2 separate regions of the Mus musculus genome follow, and region 1 is linked to region 2. A link is a contact called in public promoter capture Hi-C data. All regions are on one chromosome and are shown on one strand. Each heading gives the region's core, a stretch centred on a gene start, on an enhancer-like site or on the middle of the called end of the contact. The rest is flanking DNA. Distances are from core to core; before and after follow the strand shown.

Region 1 (4,367 bases), core at 1,121-3,620, 2.5 Mb before region 2:
GAGAGAGTCCTGAATAAACACCCTAAATTGCAAGGAACCGCTCCGGCAGCTTAAGATACATGAAGGCTGGAGACCTTGCGTCTTAGCCAGGACCGACCACTAGGAATATGCACTTCAGCCCAGTGAACAAGTCCCCCAGAGAGGTGACTGTGGACAACCTCTCCTGCACTGAGGAGCTCTGCAGGCAGTGTGTGCTGGACCCTGAGTTACAAGGATGGAAAATTTCGGTTTCTACAGGTTCAGAGAGAGCAAAGAAAACCTCAAGATGCTGCGGAAACTCAGAAACTTCTTTGTTTGTTTGTTTGTTTCTTTCCTTCTTTCTTTTAGTTTTTCGAGACAGGGTTTCTCTGTGTAGCCTGCCCTGGCTGTCCTGGAACTCACTCTGTAGACCCAGCTGGCCTCGAACTCAGAAATCCGCCTGCCTCTCAAGTGCTGGGATTAAAGGCGTGTGCCACCGCTATCTGGTGGAAACTCCTTTTAAAAGCAGTGATTCTGAGATACATAGCCACATCCTTCAACTGATTCTCCACGTGCCAGCCACACAGTCACACGGGTAAGAGTGCTGCTAGGGAAGAAAGCTGTTAGGGATCTGGGAAAGGGATGAGCACTGGTGACTGGTGAGCACGAGGCCTGGACCAGGTTCTGTCCCCAGCACCAAAGAGGAAACTCCACTTGTAAGACACAAACTGCTCTCCCCATGTCAAAAGCTCTCAGGACAAGGTTCTGTAGTGGGGTGGGATGGTCCTCACGGGGATACTTTAACAAAACCAAGGATGGGTAAATTAACGACAATTAAACACCTGTCACCCTACAGAACCCTGTGGGAAACACATCAGGGGAGGGAACATGTCCAAGGGAACGCTTTTGATCCTTGGAAGCTACTCCTGGTCACGGGAAGTGGGTAAAAGACTTCCGGTTTCGTTTCTGCTGGGGTGGGGGCTAACTATGCCAGCAACATTGCACCAACCTGCCCATACATGCCCAGCCAGCCACCAGGTCGCTCTCCAAGACTTTCTGCACGCCCCTCTCCGCGCCCCTCACTTTGCCCAAGCTGTTCCCTCCTCTGGAATGCGGTCCCTCAACCACTCCTAAGTTGAGCATCATTCCCTCAACGAAGGTAACCCCTTTCCTCCAGGGCCTGGCCTTCCCAAGAGTCTCAGAACCCCTCTCTCACAGCACATGTCCCCATCCGCCCACGGCTGCCTGCAGGGTGCTGCAGACTCTTGTAATGTGATCTCTTAGCACAGGGGAAGACTCACCACTGAGTTTGTTGAATTAATGAGGGAGGAAATCCATTTCAAGAAATTAACGCATTTTGGAAATTGACCATACATACACCCATTCAGCAGCAGTCTGAACTCGCCTAAGTAGGACCCAGCTAATCCGTGAACCAACTAAACTCAAGACCCCAATATCTCCTCAAACCAAAGGAAGAAGGGCAAAGCGGGATAGTGACAGCGCACATCAATTCCTCCCAGAAAAGATAGGAAAACCATTCCCAAAGATTTAAAACTAGATGTGGCGTCACGTGGGAAAGGGGCTGTTAACTCTCAGAACTTGCAAAGTTCGAGTTGGAGATTGGTCTGAGATGAAGGTATTTTTCCCTGCGCGCCTGTAAGGATCACCCAAGCCGGGGCCAAGAGACTCAGGAGTTTGGTATCAAGGCTGAGGTATTGGGGAGAGGGCACAAGAACCCCCTCACAAACCCAGTGCCCACAGAGGCACAGGACAAGCTTTGGGCTCTGCGCTCTGTTCCCCTGCTCGCAAACACAACAGGAGCTGGAGGCGATGTTTTGGCTGAATCCGAGTCCCAGACCGCGCTCCCCTTCCAGCTCAATCCCGGACGAGCGAGCACTGCTAGCGAAGAGAACCGGCGGCCGGCCACCTGGCGCCCCCACCGCGCATCCCGGCGTCCCCGGCGGCGAACGAAGTTGGCTCTGCCTGGAGTATCTGCTCCCGACCGGCTAGCTTACCTGCTTACATGGCCCGGGAGTGCCCCGGGTGCCGCACGTTGACCATCAGGGAGTCTGGGTCCCCACCACTGGCTTCCAGGAGCTGGCAGAGGAGGGGCGCAGGGAGGGTTACGCAGCGGCCGGCGCGCCGGGCGCACCGGGGAGGAGAAAGGGCCAAGAACCTAAGCACCGCCGTCCCACGCGAGGGGACCCGGGCGATCAGAGAGGTGGGGCGCAGAGAGGGACCGCCAGCGGCCACTTGGTACCAGATGCTCCACGAGGACCTGCCCTGTGGACGAGACGGCTGAGCCGAGGAGCGCAGCTAGCTGGCCGGGCCCGCGGCCGAGGCGCTGGGCAGCCGGGAGAAGTTGTGCAGAACTTGAGCCTCCGGAGAGCCCGAGCGCCAGGAAGCGCGAGCGGCCGGGGAGGGCGGAGGAAGGGGCCGGGTGGGAGGGGACGAGCAGGCGCCGCTGGCCGCGCTCCCCCGCCCCGGGCTCTGCTCCGCAGTGCTGGGGGCCAGGAGGCGGGGAGCGCGCGGGGCGCTCGCTGGGCGGGCCAGGAATGCGTCCGGGGAGGGCGCGCGCCAGCCTCGGGGACGCGCGCCCTGCGCTGAAAAGAGGAGCCCGGGCTCCCCCGCTGCGGGCGCACGGTCCCCAGGGACGTCACAGCGCTGGAATCCGAGGAATGCCAGGCTGCGGGAGCTCCTTCGGCCGGCCGGGCAGAAGTCGTGCACTTTTAATGGGCTAGCTTTGGAGCGCGTTTTCCCTACCAAGGTGTGGGACGGTGGACTAAAGGAAAGTGCCCGGAGTGAGATAGACTGGAAGTGGAGAGGGGGCGATGACCCAAATCAACCAAACTGTGTGACGCTTAGGAGGCGGAGGGGAAAGAGGAAAGGAAAAGACCGTCCCTCCAAGATTTCCGTGGGCAGCTAAGGGGTGGGACACTGGAGCTAGAACAGGCCATTTATTTGAGGGAGGTCTCCAAGCAGGATGCCCCCATGCCGCCACCGCCCAGGAGACACGGGACAAAGTAGGGTGGCCTCCTTGAGAAGGCAATCTAGAAGCTCTCCTCAGAATCCTAGGATCTCTGAGTAGTGAGTCTTAGCTCCGGTCCTCCCACCCCGCCCCCACGGCCAACCAGCCTTTGTGTGCTGGAAGTTGGAATATGTGGTTTTCCCGGTTTGTTCCATGCCACGGAGGGGGCCCCACCCCGCCTGGGTAGGCACTGGGAGGGAACTGCGTTAGCACTTTCGGAGGTGGGGTTACTGAGGCGCAGCCAGTGTAATGGAAAAGGCACTCGGCCGGGCAAGGAAACCTGTATTAGGCCCCGCGGAGTTGCTGGCCCAGTGGTTAACTCAGGAAGATCCCAGCCCCCTACCCCTGATCCTTGGGTTTAGTAATTGTGAAGTGAAAGGAGTTGCCTATATTTTTAAGGTGCTTTGCATGTCTTGGCATCTGTTCTCTTCCTGAAATCTTAAGACCAGTCCTTTCAAGGACCCTGAAGTCCTTGTCACCCAAAATATCATTAAATTACTTCACTGTACAGGCAAGGGACACAAAACTTCCAGGCCTTATCCTATCAAAATGGCTCATGCCAACTCTGGAGGCAGAGACAGGAAAAATCACAAGTTCGAGGCTGGCCTAGACTACATAGCAAGACCCTACCTCAAAACAAGAAAGAAAGATCTCTGTGCCCACAGAGCAAGTCTGTTAATAACTGGCTTCTGAGTGTTCTTCTACAGAACCAAGAAGAATAAAAGAGGACGGGGGGGGGGGGGCGTGGAGGGGGCAAAATGGGGTGGATGGAAAGCAAAGGAGGCTGAGTCTTTCAAAATATCAAGGAGAGGGCTTTGAGGAGTTTCCAACCAGCCTTCAGGAATAGCTTTATGTCAAGGCTCAGTGTGGGCAGCATTCCACACAGCCTAGCGTGACAATCACGATCCCTTAGTGAGGATTCAGGCAGCAGAAAAGAGGGGTCAGCATCACCAGGGAACACCTACTGCTGAGGTGGCCTAAAGGACCCAGGCTGCAGAAGAGCTGCTCTCAGCCGCAGGCGTTTGACTGAAACAGGATGGGGCTCAAAGACAAAAAGATGCCAACAGGCTGTTCCTTTCTGGGAGACAGGAGGCAAATGTCACAGTAGAAATTAAGTGGCATATGGATGTTGTGGCTCTGAGTCTCAGACCACTGAGCACAGCCCCAGAGGCCACTGTGGTCTAGAAGAAAGAGCAAAGGGTTTTTTTTGAACAGATGCAAACGCTGGGCTCTGCCTGTGAGCAGCCTTGCAACCCTGGGCAAGCCACTTAAAGGAGGCTTGAGTTTATTTTGTCAGCGGAGTGTGACATTAGGGACAGAGTTTGGTTGGGTTAACTGGATCTTGAGCTGCCACCCTGTCTGAGCTTGCTCCATGCCTCCT
Region 2 (3,963 bases), core at 991-3,490:
AATATCAAAGCCTGGGCAAGGCAGCACGTGCCTGTAGTTCCTGTACTGGGGAGGCTGAGACAGGACAACTTCTAGGAGGAAATCAGCCTGGGCTATAGAGCAAAATTCAGCCTCAGAAAGGGAAAGAGAGCCAAGAGGAAAGGGAGATTGCTGGTGAAGAAGGGAAGGCAGGAGGGGAAGACAACAGTGGACTGGCATGCACACTAACTAGAAAAGAAAGGTCCTGGTTTTGTGTAACACGCTTCTTCGGACAGTTAAGACTCATTTTAAGGTGGCCAGTGGTGGCACACACCTTTGATCCCAGCACTTGGGAGGCTGAGGCAGGCAGATTTCTGAGTTCAAGGGCAGCTTGTTCTACAGAATGAGTTCCAGGACAGCCAGAGCTACACAGAGAAACCCTGTCTCAAAAAAAACCAAAGAGAGAGAGAGAGAGAGAGAGAGAGAGACTGACTCATTTTAAGACTTTCTTTCAAAAGCACCAGCTGATAGGTGCTAATGATATTCTGGTCTCACTCATTACAAAAGATGAGTTGTTTAGCAAGTAAAAACACTACTGCAAGTAACTCCAGTTTAGAGTAATAGCGCGTCAAGTAATAGCCAGTAATACACAGCGCTATCTATGCATGATAGGAGACAGAAAGCACAATGAAGAATAAATGGGGTCACCGGTTGGTTTGTGTGTTTATGTCAACTAGCACACAAATGACTTCCTTTCTATTAGGACCAGACCAATCTACTGAACACTTCCGTTCCTTACCAGGCTCTGAACATTGAAGCATTAAGTACACTTTAGAGGAAACACCAGGATGTAGGGAAGTTCCTTTATCTTGTTTTCTGTGGTGGTTCCTACCACATGTACAACTGCCAAAGCTAAGAAAAACTAGTGCATTGTGACCTGCGTCTCTTGTTCCAAGCTGAGTGCAACAATTACAATTGCTCATTTAAAAAGCTTCTCCTGGGCTGGTGAGATGGCTCAGTGGGTTAGAGCACCCGACTGCTCTTCCGAAGGTCCAGAGTTCAAATCCCAGCAACCACATGGTGGCTCACAACCATCCGTAACAAGATCTGACTCCCTCTTCTGGTATCCCTGAAGACAGCTACAATGTACTTACATATAATAAATAAATAAATCTTTAAAAAAATAAAAATAAAAATAAAAAAAAAAAATAAAAAGCTTCTCCTAGTATTCTAACTGAAAATCGTGAGAACTTAAAAGCTACAAGAAAAACAACACTGGTTAGAAATGGTCTCTAGAGAGGAACCAAATAAGCCATCTGACCTAAGATATTCTTTTAACTTTTCAGTTATCGGTGATGCTAAACAATCAGACATCACAGCCCACTGGCAGGAACTTTAAAAATCACAGTTCTTGACTTACTGGTCAGATTTTTATGTTTCAAGATGGACCGCAAGACATCTACTTTCTTGTTACACTAACGTTTCTCTGAAAAGCGTTGGAACAAACGGGGGGTGGGGGTGGGGGTGGAGGTTGGGCGACCAGGGTTTTCAACTAGAAAATCCAAAACTGAGCTATCATCTCTGGTACTCAGGGGCACAGGACAACTTTGCCTCTTAAATTTTCTGTACCTGCGAGTCTCCTACAGCAGGGATGTCATTAAAGATCAAGTGTGATTTGCGAAAGCAGTTTGGAAACTTACAGCAGTGGACCAGGGTACCCTAAAGACAAATTCCAACCTGGGGCTACTGGAAAACGCCCCTTTCCCATAAACTAGGACAGAGCCTCCAGGGCGGTGGAAAACTTCTAGGCTTTACACGAACCGAGCTGCGCAGGGAGTACAAGAGCCTGGTGTCTCTGCTACTAAGAAACTTCTGGGACTGGGAATTTCTGTGATCTTGTCAACCACGGAATCTAGTACAATGTGGCCGGTTTGGCAGGGACAACGGGAACGCGGCCTGAAGAAACTTGGTGCACGGCCGTCTCTGACCCGGAGCCCCGCGAGCTGCTCGCCGGCTCGCTCGCCCCGTTCCCAACCGCCCGCCGGGCTCACCAGCTCTTCCCGGCGGCGGTTCCGATCGCTGGGCGCCCGTCGGCCCCAAACATCAACGACACCCGGGAGCGCGGCCTCGAGGCTCAGGCCCGAGGACCGACTCCAACTCCCGCAGCCCCGGCCAATTCCACACAGGACTTCAGCATTTTGAGAGCAACTTCCGGAAGCCGGCTGGAGGCGGAAACCGGAAACCGGAAGCGACCATTCGCTCACCTTAGCCTACCCTGACCCTTCCCATCAGCAGCTCGAAATTCCAGGAGAAAGGGGCGAGTCGACTCAAGTCTGGTCTCACGTGTACAAATCCGATTTCTCTGTCCAGTTGCTTGAAACTGAAACAGAGTGAAAGGAAAGGCCGATAAGTCGGAAGTGACCTTGGTTCAGCCCAGTTGCCATGGAGACTAATAGTAACAATTTTGGTGAACTCCAGGAGTTGAAGGACATGGCTACTTTAGCCAAGCTGCTGGCGCGGGCACCCTTTCTAGAAAGTCAGTACTACTTTAGGAACCGGTGAGTAGTGAAGAGAGGGGTCTCAGAAGATGTTTACTGTTAACAAATTACTTAATTCAGGAAATAATTCTAAATTCTTCTTCTCCCCATGGGGATTCAAACATGATCAGAAGTTTATATATATATATATATATAATCAATCACAAGTGGATTATATATACATTGACAAGTCATTAATAAGTTAATATTCTCTAAGGAAGATCCCAGAATAGAGAATTATTAAGGGCCGCCCTAAATGAAGTAAACCCCGACTGGGGAAACAGGCAGGAGGATGACTGTGAGTCCAGTCCAGCCTGGGCAACACAGAAAATTCAAGGCTGCCCTGGGCAACATTTGGGAGTCTTCCTCAAAATACTGTTTTGTTTTGTGGGGCTTTTTTTTTTTCGACATTTTAAAATAATCACTGAGAAATTTGGTTTGGTGAAACCTATTTTATACAATGTAGGTCTAGTGGCCTAATTAACGTTAACCAGGCTTACCCAGGTAGTTCCATGAATTCAGAATATCAATGTCCAAATGGGAATTTGAGCTTCACTTAATCTCACAAACATCACAGAATTCAATTCATCTGTGATTCATTTGTCCAAGTGAAGTTTCTATACCATTGTGACAAGATAATTGGTACAGTAAATGGGCAAGAGCTAAGGCAGCATTCTCACCCCCCACACCTAAACTTCCTCTCCATGAAAAGGGGACATTGAAACTAGAAGCAATGGCCCAGTGGTTTTCAAAACTTAGAAGGAATCACAAAAAGTACATTACAAAAAGTGTGATAAATTATAGCAGACCAGCAGTGACCAAGTCAGTGTGAGAAAGTCCTGATAAGCTATTCTTATCCTAACATACATCTCAACTATAGTTTTGCTATTTCATCGTGAACCTCTAGCAACTACAGTGATAATTCAATCTTGTAACTTTTGTGAGAAACTATGGATTTTCTTGCTAGAAGTAGGCCAATGTTGCTTTTTTTCTTGCCTCTTAGTTTAACCATTATTTCAGCCTGTACTGTCTTGCTTCCTGAAATGGAATAGCTACAACAGTTATTTAGTGAATAATCACATTACCGAAGCTTCCAATTAATCATCTTTAAATAAGCATAGCCATTGCGCAATGGAATTCTTATACTTAACATTCAGAGATCATATAGTATTCATTTAGAGTTATGTGGCAGGCTCCTGCTTGTTCATGACCTCAGTGTGCAGTGGGGACAAGTTGACTCCTTCATGCTATTGTGGAGCAGACATTGAGAACGGAATTGTGATGCGCTCGCTCTAAGTCAAAACTGAGCTGCTGGTTTCCCTTCTGCTAGCTGGCATCCAGAGGGCCCGAATGTGTTAGGTGGGCTGTTAAAGGAAATAGGTCACTCAGGGATCACACTCAGCTATAGAGCCTGTGTATTTAAATACTGCACTACCTGGGAAGAAGTGTCCCGAGCAGCAGTAGTGGT

The links. Promoter capture Hi-C pulls out the DNA fragments that hold promoters and counts their contacts.
Region 1: a promoter capture Hi-C map of pre-B cells shows a contact between it and region 2, with 4 times the contacts expected there. The contact joins the promoter of Ptpn14 here to the promoter of Spata17 in region 2. A contact is called at or near these places in 4 of 39 promoter capture datasets (the 3T3-L1 cell line, frontonasal cranial neural crest, hippocampal neurons and 1 more).

The regions. Positions count from the first base shown.
Region 1 is chr1:189,726,271-189,730,637 of GRCm38.p6, reverse strand. Ptpn14 (protein tyrosine phosphatase, non-receptor type 14) reads right to left here and starts at 2,370. Exons shown (of 19, transcript NM_008976.2): 1 at 1,974-2,370.
Region 2 is chr1:187,213,723-187,217,685 of GRCm38.p6, reverse strand. It overlaps Spata17 (spermatogenesis associated 17), which reads left to right and starts at 2,240. Exons shown (of 10, transcript NM_028848.3): 1 at 2,240-2,516. The coding sequence starts at 2,401. Gpatch2 (G patch domain containing 2) reads right to left here and starts at 2,175. Exons shown (of 10, transcript NM_026367.4): 1 at 2,010-2,175. The coding sequence starts at 2,062.